Linked DNA regions of Rattus norvegicus: region 2 is linked to region 1. Evidence: chromatin contacts called from public Hi-C data. All regions are on one chromosome and are shown on one strand. Each heading gives the region's core, a stretch centred on a gene start, on an enhancer-like site or on the middle of the called end of the contact. The rest is flanking DNA. Distances are from core to core; before and after follow the strand shown. Region 1 overlaps LOC120098550 (a long non-coding RNA gene). Region 2 holds the start of Slc38a7 (solute carrier family 38, member 7).

Region 1 (7,573 bases), core at 2,342-4,841:
TAAACCATGCCTGAGGTCTTCCATTGTGGCCTTCCTCCTTTCGCAGATGAGAACAAGCGTTTGACAGATCAGGCAGTTTGAAGTCAGTGACCTCAGCTTCTTATCCTTTGCCAGGAGCGGGTCAGAGGCCAGAAAATTCAAAAGTATTCGGGGCTCCTATTCTGGTCCACTTTCTTGTTATCTTTTCTTTCTGCTGCTTTCTCAGCTGACTGGAAGCTATTCATGAGGAAGCAACGAAACTGCCATCCACACCCCCGGGCTGGAGAGGCCTGGGGACATCTGTGGGTGAACCAGACTGACCAGCTTGGCTCCCACACCTCAACCCAGTTCCAGCTTTAAGACCTATAAAAGCTCCCGGAGCAGCAGTTTGATGATGCCCCCTCTCTGAGGCCTGCTTCTGCTGTACGGGGCAGCTCTATGCACTTTCTCTGGAGCTCATGTCTGTGAGCCTATAATAAACTCCTTCTGCAAACTCATTCTCCCTGTGGCCAGTGAAATTTGTTCACAACATAAAGAGCCCAAAGCCCCTGACAGTTTTTTTTTTGTTTTGTTTTGTTTTTTTGTTTTTTTTGAGCTGTGAACTTCTGGAACCCCGACTCCCAAGTTAGGCCCCCCTGTGGCTGGGAAGTCTCCATCACACCCAGGGACCTTGGTGTCCTCTGTTTCAATCTCTTTGAGGCTTCTTCTTCTTTCAACCCCACAGACAGGCCAGGTGACGGTGGCCCACGCCTTTTATTTAAAAACTCTGGAGGCAGAGGCAGGTGGATCTCTTTGAGTTGTAAGACAGCCAGGGCTATATGGAGAAACCTTGTCTTGAAAGTCAAAATAAAACAAAAGAAAAAAAAAACAAAGGAAAAACAAACAAAAAACCCCCAAACAAATGTTTACCCACAGATGTAATTGCAGAAGACACCAAAATCAAGATATGTGGAAATTTGTGTACCTTCCTTTTCTCCCTGTCCCTTCTCCTTCTCCTCCCTTTCCTTCTCCTCCTTCCTATCCCTTTTTCCTTTTCCTCCTCCCTATCCTTTCTTCCCCTTCCCCCTCCCTTCTTCCTGCCCCTCCCTTCTCCTTCTCCCCCATCCCTTTTCTTCCTCTTCTTCCACCCCCCTCTTCTCCTCCCCTTCCCTTCTCCTCCTTTCTCCCTTCCCCCTCTTCCCCTCCTTTCTTTCCCCTCCCTTCTCCTTTCTCCTCCGTTCTCCCCCTGCTCTTTTCTGCTCCTCCTCCTCCTTTGTCCCTCCTCCCCACCCATCTCCTATTTGGTGTATGTGTATTTGTGCACATGTATGGGAGGCCAGAGGAAATGTTGCTTAGCCTTTTCTATTGATCTCCATCTGAACTTTTGAGACAGGGTTTCTCACTGAATCTGAAGCCAGACTGACTGGCAAGCATGCTCAGAGGATCTGTCTGTCTCTGCCCTTCCAGCACTAGGTTATAGGTGAGCCACTGTGCCTGGCTTCCACATGTGTGTTGGGGATCTCATGTTTGTGCAGCAGGTACGTTACCTATTAAGATCCCTAGTTTCCCCTGAATACCTTTCTTTTTACTTTTAATAAACTCCAGCTGCGCTTTGCCCTGGCTTATCCTAAAGTCCTTTTCTGTAATTCGGCCAAAGATGCAGATTTATCTGAGCTGAGGTCTCTGGAACACTAAGTGAGTTTCTAAGGCCACCACGTACAGCAGCACGAAGCTACCCTTTTGTCCTCGCTGCTACAAGGGAGTCAAGTGACCATGCCCTGGAACCCATAAACCGTGAGCCCACATAAATGCTGCCGCTGTAAGTCGTTTCCTCAGGTACTCTGTCACAGCAACAACACGGATCAGTATATTTTTTAAATGCAAGCGCATTTTATACTATATTCCACAATTCCTGTATTTCTGATCTGTTTTCTCCATGAAGGCCTGTGGAGGTAGAGACAGAGCCCGGGCCAACAACTTCACTGTACATTGGGAATCTGCTAGAGTGCTTCATATCTATGCAAATATTTTCCCTCTTATGCTTCTCTTTTTTTTTAATAGACTTTACAACGTTTTTTTTAAAGATTTATTTCTTATATATAAGTACACTGTAGCTGTCTTCAGACACACCAGAAGAGGGCATCGATCTTATTTCTCATTACAGATGGCTGTGAGCCACCATGTGGTTGCTGGGATTTGAACTCAGAACCTCTGGAAGAGCAGTCAGTGCTCTTAACCACTAAGCCATCTCTCCAGCCCCCTCTTATGCTTCTCATTGGGCCATTAAAATCTCAGCCATATCGCTGGGTGGGGATGGGCCACTCCTTTAATCCCAGCACTCAGGAGGCCGAGGCAGGTGGATCTCTGTGAGCTTGAGGTCAGCCCGATCAACAGAGTGAGTTCCAGGACAGCCAAGGTTATATAGAGAGATCCTGTCTCAAAAAACTTTTTTTTTTTTTTAAATCTTAACTATATCCTCAGCAGAGATTGCATCATGAAACAAAACTAGGTTTGACGGCGCTCTTCCTTATGGTCAGATTAATCTGTTTCCGTGAATCTTCCACTCATTGGCTTACATTAGATGACTAAGCCAGAGAGGAATATTCTGTGTGCCGGGGACCAGGTACTGTGTTGTTTGGAACTCATCTCTTAAACTTACAGCATAAGGAATATCTGAGAACCCTGAGTATGTTTGGCCAGGACCCCTGATCATCTAACCTTTTCTCTTTCATTGGCAAAACCCGTCTTAAATATCGTAATAAAGGGGTTGGGGATTTAGCTCAGTGGTAGAGCGCTTGCCTAGCAAGCGCAAGGCCCTGGGTTCGGTCCCCAGCTCCGAAAAAAAGAAAAGAAAAAAAAATATCGTAATAAAGCTGGGCACGGTGATGCGTGCCTTCAATCCTGACACTGAAGATGTAGAAGCAGACGGATCTTTATGGGTCTGAGGCTAACCTCATCTACAAAACACTGAGCCAGCTATCACTACATAGTAAGACCCTGTCCCAAAAAAGTCACTATAAGTCAAGTGTGGTGTGCGTCTGTAGTTCCATCTACTCGCGAGGCCCTGCTTGATCACTAGTGAAATCTAAGCACATATTGATTTGCTAATTATAATGGCCCTATGGCCAGAAGCACTAAGTCAAGAAGGAGTTCTCCGTCAGAGTTTGTTGTGTGAGAGATTTTTCCTGGAGACAGGCATCCCTCTCCCCATTCTTTCCAGAAGGGTCCAAACCTGGTGACTCAGTGAGTTTTTCTTGGGGTTACCAATAGGAACGTGGGTGAGAGGCTGTTTACAGGAGCAGGCATGACTGAGGGCTGCAGAGCTGACGCAGACGAGTTGCTACTCATTGAGAACTGCAACCCTGGGGCTTCCCTCACAACTCCAGGCAGCTCCGTAGGCCTGGAGATCTCGCCTGGAGCAGAACGGTCAGTTTTAGAATATCTGCTCCTGACACCCATGGGGGAAGAGGGGCTCTCTGAGCCCGGTAAGTTTCATTTTTCCTCATCGCTCCTTCAAACTAAGAACACACGGTCCACTTTAAAAGAACTTTACTCTTTTATTAACTCAGTGTAAGCGCACGCTGGTTTGCTGGTACAATGGTCATGCTTATAAAAGACAAACAAATCTGAGATCTAGGTCAGAGTTTCCTTTGCCCTTATTTCATTTTCTGTGCATGAGGGTTTTGCCTGCCTGAATGGATGTTTGTACACCATGCCTGCAGAACTCAGAATCAGAATCAGATCCTTTCGTGCTGGTCGTGAACTGTTTTGAGTTCTGGGAGCCAAACTTAGGGCGCCTGTGAGAGCAGCCAGTGCTTTTAACCACAGAGCCGTCTCTCCAGCTCTGGGTCTGAGCGTCTGGAAACTAAGAACACACGTTTCATTTTACTGAGTAGGACTTAAGGAATGTCTGTGGTGTGTGACACTTACCTTGCTCGTTAGGAAGCACCCGTGTTGGGAAAAGAAAGATCTCAGCGTTGCCCAGAGGAACCTCAGAGCAAAACCCAACAGAGGTTTGACAAGGCAATTTTTTTCTTCTTTCTTTTTCTTTTTTCAAAAAGGGTGCACAGAACCTAAACTGGCCTAGTGAACACACACTCAGTCAAAACGTCCCTTGTCATTTATCGCTGGGGTAGGTGGTGACCGTGTCTCATCCCATTGGTGGGAACTCTGTAAGGATTAAGTTTGTAGGAAGAAATAAAGAACGAGTTTACTCTGGTTGACAGCTAGAGCGGGCTTTATCTAACCTGAGGTGTGGTGTGTCAAGGTCAGCCTGCAGTGCAGGGCCATCAGGGGGCAACAGGAAGGCCAGAGTTGGAGCTCGGGTTACAAGCTTCAAGCGTTTTTGTAGCTGAGGATAGAGGATAGGAACTGTCTTAGGGTTGGAATGGGGAAGTTGGCTGTTTTCCTTAGATAAGCTGTTTTGAGATGCAGGGTCTGTGGTTTCTTTGTATCCCAGCGTCTGGGGTGAGGTGGGGGTGGCTGCTTTTCTTCAGCAGTCTCCTTAGAACTTAAGGAGCTATTGGCTTAGTTGGGGTCTTAGTTGTTGTGGGGTGGGTGTGGAGATGTTGTTCCTTTAATAGCAACTGCACAATACTTACGTGATGAACTCGTTGGCACAGAGGAAAAGGGGCGGGGCTGAGAGAGAGGGGGCGTTCAGGAAAAAATGGGGCTCTTGTCGCGCTGACTGTCTTGGGGCAGTTTTCACATCTGTAAGGCGTATCACCTAGGGTTTCACTCCACCGTCCATTTCATTTTAAATAGACTTTTCTGTGGTGGAAACGACTCTTTGGCATTTGGCAAGAGTCTTTGTTTAACGAACTTGTGGTAGAGCAAAGACTGTCGGGTTGCTCTTCTCATTGTCAGAAATCAGTGTTGTGTCCTCCCCCCACCCCCATCCGAGTTTAAGAAGCTGCTAGTGGTGACTCCTGCTTCAAGCTCCAAGGTTCATTTACGACCTACCCAGAACATGACTCCTTGTTACATAGGGTAAGCCAGACTAAGCCACGTGGTGTAGGACTTATCGGTAACTCTCTAAAACCATAAAAGCAGAAGAGCCCCTTTATTCAGGGGATGTGAAGGCCTTTTCTCCAGGATCCCCACCACACTGTGCATAGTGACCTCTCTCCTATTTTCCCGCTTGAAGCTCTTTCCCCTCATTAAGCTCCTCCTGTGTGATGATTTTATCTCTCCTAATGTTCTTAAGACGATTTTACAGCTAGGCGTGCTTGCCATCCTTCTCTGGTCACAAGGCTCTCTCTCCCACCATACGTATTCAGAGGGTGATGTTTTCTGAAACTAGCCTCCCGCTCTCGTCTGATTTGTAACACATCATCCTATTTTGTAGGAGGGAGAGACTCTTAGAAGGTAAGAGAGTAGTGTGGTTGGATCAGGAGAGAGGGGCTGACACAGAACAGCCCTTCTGGAATGAGCTTTATCCGGAGAGAAGATGTCATGACCGTGGGGATCATGATTGAACTTTGAGGTCAGAGCTTACATAGGGGACCAGGCATCATACCAGAGGTGCGTGGTGGGCTCTAAGGGATCGAGAGGTTCTTCCTTTAAACCTTGGAGAGGGAGAGAGGGAGGAGGTGAGAGAGGGAGGGGGGAGAGAGAGAGAGAGAGAGAGAGAGAGAGAGAGGAGAGAGGGGAGAGAGAGAGAGAGAGAGAGAGAGAGAGAGGAGAGAGGGGAGAGAGAGAGAGAGAGATAGAGAGAGAGAGAGAGAGAAGAGTCAGGCAGAGAGACAGACACAGATAAAGACACAATCACACACAGAGAGACAGAGACAGACACAGAGAGAGACACAATCACACAGAGAGACAGAGACAGAGAGAGACACGGAGAGAACATGCTGCCACCAACAGGATGATGGTGAGAACCCCAGAGGAGGAGCATGCAGAGAAAACTCCCAAATGAAGGAAGATATCGGACTTTTAAATCCGTCTACGGGGTGATGAGAAGACCCTACCATGTGATTCAGTTTGTATCACCTGATGTGAGGAGAGATAGGAAGATCCAGGTAAGGAGAAAGACCATAAATGCTGTAAAACCATACCATGTATGGCTTCTTAACTCTTTATAGAGAGAGAAAAAGGGAGGAAGAGAGGGAGAAAAGAAAAAAAAAAGAGAGAGAGGGGCGTGGAGAGGGAGGAAGAGGAAAAGGAAGAGAAAGAGGAGAGAAAGAGTGAGTCTCAGGGGATCATGGCTAGGTGACCTCTGGCTGTGAGATCTGGCTACTTAGAGTGACCAGCATTTCAGTCTAACAGAAATCATATCCGACTTCAAGCTCTTTTCAGAGAACTGAACGTTCTTGTTTTTCCGGTCTTGTAGACATACTGGGACAGGCCAAGATGGTGACAGGTGCTTGTGATCCTAGCACCTGGGAGGTAGCAGCAGCAGGTGAGTGGTTCAGGACTATCTTCGGGTACATTGCGAGTTTAAGGCCAGCCTGGGCTACATGATACCCCGTGGGTGGTCAGGAGAGAATGTGGATATGTAGAAAGGGCTGAGGACTGTGCGCACTTGGGCTCAGCTGTTTTCCTATCGCCTGGAATGACAATGGGATATGGGGAAGCAGCATTGAGGGTCAGTTCCTGAAGAGACAAGACTAAACTCAAGGTTGCAGTGGATGGGAATGTACACCAACTCTGTTCTCACCTACGTTTCCTCCTGGTCCTGGGCACATGAGCTCTACCCTGCCCCTTGCCACTCTGGTTGACAGTGCTGCTTAATGTATAATCCCCCCCCCCATGGCCTTTCCTCTATGTAATGCCTGGGGTTGAACTGAGACCCACACGTGGTCGGCTAGACCCTACTACTGAACTACATTTCTAGGCTCAATCACAGATTTTATTCTGAGGCAGGGTCTCACTGGCCGGGGCTGGTTTTGAACTTGTGACCTTCCTGTCTCAGCCTCCTAGTGTAGGTGGGACCACAGGCGTGTGCCACAGCATCTGGTTATTCCTATGTTTAGAATATGAGGTAAGACGCAGAGCCAGTGTGAACCTTGGCATCTTGGCCCTTTCTCAGTGAGGACGGCCTGGGTGTGGTGTGTGCATGTGCTTGAGACGGCTACTCTTGAAGCTGAGGTTGTAGCCCAGCGTAGGAGCAGCTGCTAAGAATGCACTCAACTCTGGGTTGGATCCTCAGCACCAAAATAGGGAGAGCCTTACTTGTATACCTGTGTAGCGAATTATAGGGGCTGGAGAGAGCTTGAAGCTTGCTGCTCTCGCAGAGCACAGGAATTCTGCTCTCTGTACCCACATTATTGTGGTCACAACCTTCTATAACCCTAACCCCAGGGAATCTGGTGTCCTTTTCTGGGCCACCGAAGGCACCTTGCACTTATGTGCACCTATCTATCTATCTATCTATCTATCTATCTATCTATCTATCTATCCATCATCCATCCATCCATCCATCCATCCATCCATCCATCCATCCATCTATCTATGCACGCATAATTCAAAATAAATCTCAAACAAGTGTTATGAGTAACAGGATTTCTAAGTGAACCGGGATAGGAATGTGTGCAGCTTTAGCAGGTAAAGAGGGCTAGCAACCGCTCTCAGCACCAAAAGCCACTTCTATCTGAAGGAGGTTGGTCTTCGGGAG
Region 2 (7,573 bases), core at 3,425-5,924, 62 kb before region 1:
AGCAAACGGGCCCGCTCCCCAGCATCAGTGCTGGAGCCCCACTCGCTGTAGTCACTGTTGATGCTGACCTGGGCCATGGCCCAAGACTACTTTCCTTCCGAAAGCTATGGGCTCTGCCTCAGGACCACATTTCTGGGCTTGCTGGGAGGATGCCTGCCCCTTCAGGGGTTCTAATCTCAGGGAATGCTGGTCAACCTAGGTAAGACAAAGGCAGAGATTATGTTTATCCCGAAACAGTGACTCTGGGGCACAAAAATGTGAAACAACGTTCCCAGGATCACATGGCTAGGACATCAGTGCCGGGCCCTCACCAAGTGAACGGCAAGGCACCACATGGCTAAGATGCAGCGCTGCTCTGTGCAGACGACTGCCCTGAGGTCACGGTGTGGGTGGCAGACGGAGAAACATGTCAGCTGCGCATCTGACTTGTTTCATTCTTATAGGCCAGAGAGGTTAATAAGACCCAAACATAAGAGAGTCTGAGATGATGGGGAGATGACTCAGCGATAGGGCACTTGGCTACCAACGCCAAACACTGCAAAGAGAGTAAAGACGCAGAAGAGAGCAGTACTAAAATCCCAGCACCTGGAGAGGCCCAAAGGGAGGTGTGACACAGGCACGTCTTAGATTGTCTGATCCCACAGTCTTGGGATCAGAAGGCCCAGAGAAATCAAAGCGCAGAGGCAGGATGGTGCAAGAGCACCAACACAGTCTGGATCTAGCCCCGCCAGGCTTCCCAGGTTGTCCGCACTGGGGCTGCTACCAAGACCTCCGGATGTTTCATTGCATTTCATCCCAGCATGCTTCCCTGCGACCCAGACATCAAAACTGCGGGGCTTTTAAAGCCTTTCAAAATTCAGGTTAACTCCCTTTCTCCTACATGGCGATCCCTGTCCTATCAATCCTCAGGAAAATTTTATTTTTTAAAAGACAGGGTCTCCCTGCAATCCTGGCTGTCCTTGAACTCACAGTGACCCTTCTGCCTCTGCCTGAATTCTAAGATTAAAGGAGTGTGCCACCAAACCCAGTGTGAGACTTATTTATTTATTACACATAAATACACTGTAGCTGTCTTCAGACACACCAGAAGAGGGCATCAGATCTCATTGCAGATGGTTGTGAGCCACCATGTGGTTGCTGGGATTTGAACTCAGGACCTCTGGAAGAGCAGTCGGTGCTCTCAATTGCTGTGAGCCATCTTGCCAGCCCCTGTGAGACTAATTTTTAAAATTACATTTATTTGTTTCACGTCTGCACCTGCACTTGTGTGGGAGTCAGAAGATAACTTTTGGGACTCAGTTCTTCCTTCACGACATGGGTCTAGGGGACGGCCTTATGTCATCAGCCCAGCAGCCTATACATTATACCCACTGAACTATCACGCTGGGCCAGGAAATTAATTCTTAACTGTGTGTTCGGAATATTCCCAGTCCTAAGTCCCAGCTTGTCCCCATTTCCTTGGCTGCTCACTGAGTCCTTTTGAGAGCTATTACAGGGCTTGACACTGCTCAGTGCCACTTCCTACATCATTTGTTTGGTGCTAGCCCTGTGCTGGTTCTAGACTTGCTTTCCCAAAGCTAGACTAGAAGGCTCTGAGGCCAGACATGTGGTGTTTGTTACTATGAGCCACAACTGAATAGACAGGACGGCGGCTATAACCAGAGGTACAGAAGCCCAGGCATTGCATACGCCATCCTTGGTCAGGCAGCATCACCAGTGGCTGGGATTCAAAACGCAGGCGAAGGTGTCTGTCACCAAGCCTGATGACAAGGCTTGACTCCTGGGACCCGCATGGTGGAAGGAGAGAAACAATTCTCACAAGTTTCCTCTGACGATACACACACAGACTGACAGACAGACACACTGAATCAGTGTATGAATGAATGAATGAACAGAGACCAGACAACAAAATTCTTAGAACATTCTTATACGGCCCAGAGCATTCACCTGTTTGCCTCTGCCTCCTTCCCAGGCCTCTGTACTGGGAGAGCAGGCTTCTCACCTGACTGTTCTCACTCTTGGGGAACACACAACCTAACTTCAGGCTTCCCTTTGGCCTTTCAGCCAGGAGGTTCACTTTTTTTTAAGTCCTGAATTGTTTTGAAGAGCCCAGCTCTGAAAAACGACCCTTAGCGTTCTCACTGCAATGCAGAACCTCTAAGAGAAATAATGTTTCTTAAAGAGCCACACCTAAGCCCACACGATCTAAGGAGGCTCATGCCTGTAATCTCAGTACTTCAGAGGCTGAGGCAGGAGGACTGTAGTGAGCTCAAGGTCAGCTTGAACCAAATAGTTAGTCCTGGGCAATACAGTATAATCCTGTCTCAAAAAACAACTAACACACATGTGCCATGCGTGTGCACATGCGCATACACATACATACATACATACACACACACACAAACACACACACACACACACACACACACACACACACACCCCTGAGTTGGGAGGGGCTGTGCTCTGAGACTCAGAGGACAAAAGCTAGCCTAACCTGTCCTCTTCCTACCTGCATGACCCTGGGTAAGTCACTTTAGTCCCCGTCTAAGCCTTTTCATGTTATAAATTCTCACGAAGAGTATGTTATATTAATAAGCATTACCAGGGTGGGCACACGGTACAGTCCGTGTTTACCACAAATGAGGCTTGGGAGATGATCCCTAACAAGCTCCACTTTGGGGCTGGTAAGATGGCTGAATGGGTAAAAGTGCTTGCAATCAAGATTGATGACTTGAGTTCGATCCCTGGGACCCATACAGTGGAGAGAAAGAATGGTCAGGTTGTTCTCTGACCTCTCCAGGTAGGAACTATGGGAAGTTCATTCATTCACATCCTCATTCTCTGTAGTTAAAAAAAAAAGGGTGGGGTGGGGTGGGGGAGGCCCTGGAGAGATGGCTCAGTGGTTAAGAGCACTGACTGCTCTAACGGAGGTCCTGAGTTCAAACCCCAGCAACCACATGGTGGCTCACAACCATCTGTAATGGGGATCTGGTGCCCTCTTCTGGTGTGTCTGAAGATGGCAATAGTGTACGCATAAATTAATTAATTAATTAATTAATTAAAAAATAATTTCCCAGGTTGGAGAGATGGCTCAGTGGTTAAAAGCACTGTCTGCTCTTCCACAGGTCCAGAGTTCAAGTCCCAGCAACCACAACCATCTGTAATGGGACCCGATGGCCTCCTTTGGTGTGTCTGAAGACAGCAACAGTGTACTCACATACATAAAATAAATAAATCTTTTTTTTTTTTTTGGTTCTTTTTTTCGGAGCTGGGGACCGAACCCCGGGCCTTGCGCTTCCTAGGCAAGCGCTCTACCACTGAGCTAAATCCCCAACCCCCCCCCCTTTTTTTTGTTTAAATCCCATTTTTCTCCCCACAAAGGCCACAGCTACTGTCCATCCCTCTTGATAAGGTCAGCCCATTGCAAAGGAGGAGGTCTAGAAAGGTCATCGAGGCCCCCAGGGATGCTTCCCAGGTGTGCCTTCTGATGAGGGACAAAGCTGGGGACATCTACCCAGGAAGGAATCAAAAGGTGCAGGCGCTCTGGAACAGCTGCCATCCAGTAACTAAGGGACACCGTCCCAGGGCTGTGGTCCTCTGCTGGGACCAGAATCAGAAACACCAGTCTAGCCACAGACTTCTTCCTCTTATGGGGCAATCTCCCTTCCCAGTCAGCAACTCAGCAAAATCTCAGTGGTGAGTAGCGGAGGCAGTCTGAGGACTCCCCTAGTCCAGGCATAGCTCCAGAGAGGTCTAAGGCCATACAGTCCACATTGCTCACACCACAGAAACAGACCTCAAAGTCATGTGACCCTAAGTCTGTCTAGGAAGCAGGTTTCTCTTTGGCACCCTTACCCAGCCCTGGGCCATCTGCCCAGCCTCTCTTGCAATCACACAAAAACTCAGGTCGAGTAAGCCCACCCCCTGGACCACTCTTACTGGTCTAAGAGTTTTTCCCCTATCCCAATTATTCAGTCCCACTGCTCCCAACTTACCTGCTAATCTAGAAGAGGGCTGTTTCCTCTGCCCAAAGGTATGGGCTCAGAGTCTCCTCACCTCCCTTTTTGGTCTCAAGTTCTTCTCAAGGCTTTACCTAAAATCTGCAGTTAGTAGAGGGAAGAGTTTGGCCTTTTGCGGCTGGCTACCGAGGTGGGGGAGATTTACACTGAATAGTTCTGAATAACCAATGATAAGGAGTAGAGTGCCAAGTCAGATAGGTAAAAGGCCCATGAAGGAAAGGGATTACATTAAGGTCACAGTGAGCAGTTGGCGGGGACAGAGCTGTAAGCACAATGGTCGGAGATGGAACAGACTTCACAGGCTTCCCAGTCCAGCCTGGGACCAGCACTGAAACACGAGATTTGGATTGCATTAGGAGGTGGGACAGCGAGTACCTAGCCAGGATGGGTTGGGGTGAGTCCCAAGCCTGGCGTAAAATCGGTGGGTTGCGTGTGTAACTCCGGACCTGACTCGATCCTGGCCTAGGACTGAATGGAGAGCCGCCCAAGGCTAAGGCGTGGCGGGACCGTGCACCAGAGAGCAACAGGGAAAGTCGCTGGCGGAGCCTTGCAGGAATCTAGTCTCAGCAGTGAGAGGGGACTCCGAGGACCCAGGAACCCTACAACCCCACCTTACACCTCCCATACCTCCTTTCACAAACCTTGTAGGCGTCGCTCCAGAGCCGACTCTAGAAACACGTGAGTTTGAATCACATGACGTCCAGCTAGCACGGACCGCAGGACACTCTGGGAATTGTAGTTTTTTTAAGCCAGTGTCACTCTCTCGGACCATACCAGCTTCTCAACCCAGCACCAGTTCTGAGCCAGCTTGGTTCTCTGCCAACCCATTTATCCGGTTATTTTTAGAATCGGTCCCTTGGCCAAACTAAACATTGTTCCTTCCTCCTGGAAAGAGCGTTAAGAGGTTTGGCATCTTAGTACTCGGGAGCCATGGGCCAAAGCTATTTGGCCTCATTATGTTTGTTCCTGCAGTCATTGCCGCAGCAAGTGACTCCAGAGTTTCTTTGACTGAGGAGTGTGAGGGACCATTGAACAAGAGCCAGAGCCAGTGTAAGCATGCGTTAATCCCTGGCTACAACCTTAAGGCTAGATTTCAGAAGGGTTTGAGGCGGTTCAGGCTCTCGACCTACTGAATGAAGGTGTGAATGCCTAGAGCTTTCTTACTGAATGGAGGTGTGAATGCCTAGAGCTTTGACTTCTGTACTTGGCTGTATGCCACTTACAAAGGAAATCCTTTTCTGCTTCTTTCTCTGTGGGTCTAGAGCTTGAATCTGGGCTCTAGGCAAGGGCTATACCTTTCGGTTACAGTCGCAGCTGGTTTAATTAATGTTTAATTAATGTTTCATTGTATTTTGGTGTGTCTGTGTCGTCACAGCATTCATGTGGAGCCAACAGGGCAGCTCTCACGAGTTGTTTCTCTCTTTACATCCTGTGGGTCCTGGGTATAGCATTCAGGTCTTCAGGGTTGGTAACAAGTGCTTTTACTCGTTGAGCCTCTCAATGGGCCTAAGTCTCATTTTAAAAATACGGAAAATGCTAATTTGGGTACGTGACGCATGCCTGTAAACCCGGCATTCGAGAGGCGGAGGCAGGAGAGTTGTGAGTTTGAAGCTAGCCTGGGTTCCTGGGTGCCACAATAAAATCCTGTCTCAGGGAACAGTGCAACACCGCCCTCCCCCGCCCCCCCCCCCCAATCCTGGCTCAAGATGAAAAGGGAGGTGATGTTGCTGAGATCAGCACAGCCAAGTGCAGACGTAAGAAATGATATGGAGAGATCTGTGTGCCGGTTTGCTTCAGCGGGCATAGCCACAGAGCTTTTGTACAGCGTCGTACAGCCAGAAGGTTGACGTTGACACAATCTGTTGATAACCTTCATTATTATTTTTAAATTTACTTATTTTAATGTATATGGGTGTGTATGTCTGTGCGTGCGTTTGTCCGTCAGTCCGTCCGTCGGTCCGTCTGTCTGTCTGTGATGCATCAGATGCCCCGCTGATGCATCATATCCCCTGAAACTGGAGTTACAGACAGTTGTCAACTGCTGTGTTGGTGCTGGGAATTGAATCTGGCCCCTGTGGAAGACCAACCAGTGCTCTTAACCCCTGAGCCTCTGCTGATACTCACTTTTTTTTAGAGATTTATTTATTTATTTCATGTATGTGAGTACACTCTCTCTCCAGCCCAACATTCTTCTTCTTCTTTTTTTTTTTCAGAGCTGGAGACCGAACCCAGGGCCTTGCGCTTGCTAGGCAAGTGCTCTACCACTGAGCTAAATCCCCAACCCCTCCAACATTCTTCTTTAAAAAAAAAATAAAAAAGATTTATTTATTCATGTATATGAGTACACTGTAGCTGTCTTCAGACACACCAGAAGAGGGCGTCAGATCCCATTACAGATGATTGTGAGCCACCATGTGGTTGCTAGGAATTGAACTCAGAAAATTTGGAAGAGCAGTCAGTGCTCCTAACTGCTGAGCCATCTCTCCAGCCCCCTGCTAATATTCTTTAAATCTCCCACTTTGCTTGGTTGTATTTGTTCTATAAGATTTTACCTCACATGAGATTGGACCTGAGTTCAGTTCCCAGTGCTCACAACACCTGCATCTCTAGCTCCAGGGGATCTAACACCCTCTTCTGGGCTCCAAGGTCTCTCTGTCTCTCTGTCTCTGTCTCTGTCTCTGTCTTTCTCTCTCTCTCTCTCTCTCTCTCTCTCTCTCTCTCTCTCTCTCTCCCCCTCATACATGAATAAAAACAAACAGAAATGTTGATCACAGGAGTAAGGCTGCATATCCATATCACATAAAAGAGACCAAGCATTTCCATCACCATAGGTCTCTATCCTTTTTAAAAATAAGAAAATAAAACAAAATTAGATAAAAACAAAAACTACATATGAATTGGTCAAAACAAACAAAAACAAACAGGAAAGAATCCAGGAAAGGGCACAAGAGGGGCTGGAGAGATGGCTCAGTGGTTAAGAACACTGTCCGCTCTTCCAGAGGTCCTGAGTTCAAATCCCAGCAACCACATGGTGGCTCACAACCATCTGTAATGGGATCTGACGCCCTCTTCTGGTGTGTCTGAAGACAGTGTTCTCATATACACAAAATAAATAAATCTTTAAAAAAAAAAAGAAAAGAAAAGGCACAAGAATCAGAGACCCACTCGTTCACACACTCAGGAATCCCATAAAAACATTAAACCAGAAGCTATAATATGTCTGTGTGCAAAAGACCTGGTGCAGGCCCTGCACACGCACCAGTCTTTGTGAATTCATACGAGCTTTGATCAGATTGATTTAAAGGGCCTTGTTTTCTTGGTGTCCTCCAACCTGTTACACTCTTTCCAGCTCTTCCTTGGGGTTCCCTAAGACTCAAGGGGAGGCATTTGATGGAGACATCCCACACAGGGTCTCCCACTCTGCATGATATCTGGTGTTGGGTCTCTGTATCTGTTCCTGTTTGCTGTAGGAGGGAGCTTCTGTGATGATGGCTGAGCAAGGCACTGACCTACGAGTACAGAGAATGTCAATATTACTGCCCCACCCCCTTTTT

The links. A called contact is a pair of places that touch in the nucleus more often than the background predicts.
Region 2: a contact with region 1 is called in a Hi-C map of the A7r5 cell line, with 4 times the contacts expected there. The contact joins the promoter of Slc38a7 here to the enhancer-like site in region 1. A contact is called at or near these places in 5 of 12 Hi-C or Micro-C datasets (the A7r5 cell line, frontal cortex, hepatocytes and 2 more).

Annotation. Positions count from the first base shown.
Region 1 is chr19:9,149,394-9,156,966 of GRCr8, reverse strand. It overlaps LOC120098550 (a long non-coding RNA gene), which reads left to right. Exons shown (of 2, transcript XR_005496863.2): 2 at 206-476. It also overlaps the pseudogene Macroh2a2-ps1. Among named protein-coding and RNA genes, the nearest start is that of Got2, 27 kb to the left of the region's middle. Within about 2 kb of position 3,591, at least 2 of the 93 cell types and tissues checked have an H3K27ac peak or open chromatin away from gene starts, as enhancers often do. A contact at or near this core is called in the A7r5 cell line and liver, where this site is marked.
Region 2 is chr19:9,212,479-9,220,051 of GRCr8, reverse strand. It overlaps Slc38a7 (solute carrier family 38, member 7), which reads right to left and starts at 4,674. Exons shown (of 11, transcript NM_001003705.2): 1 at 4,661-4,674; 2 at 1-195. The coding sequence starts at 77.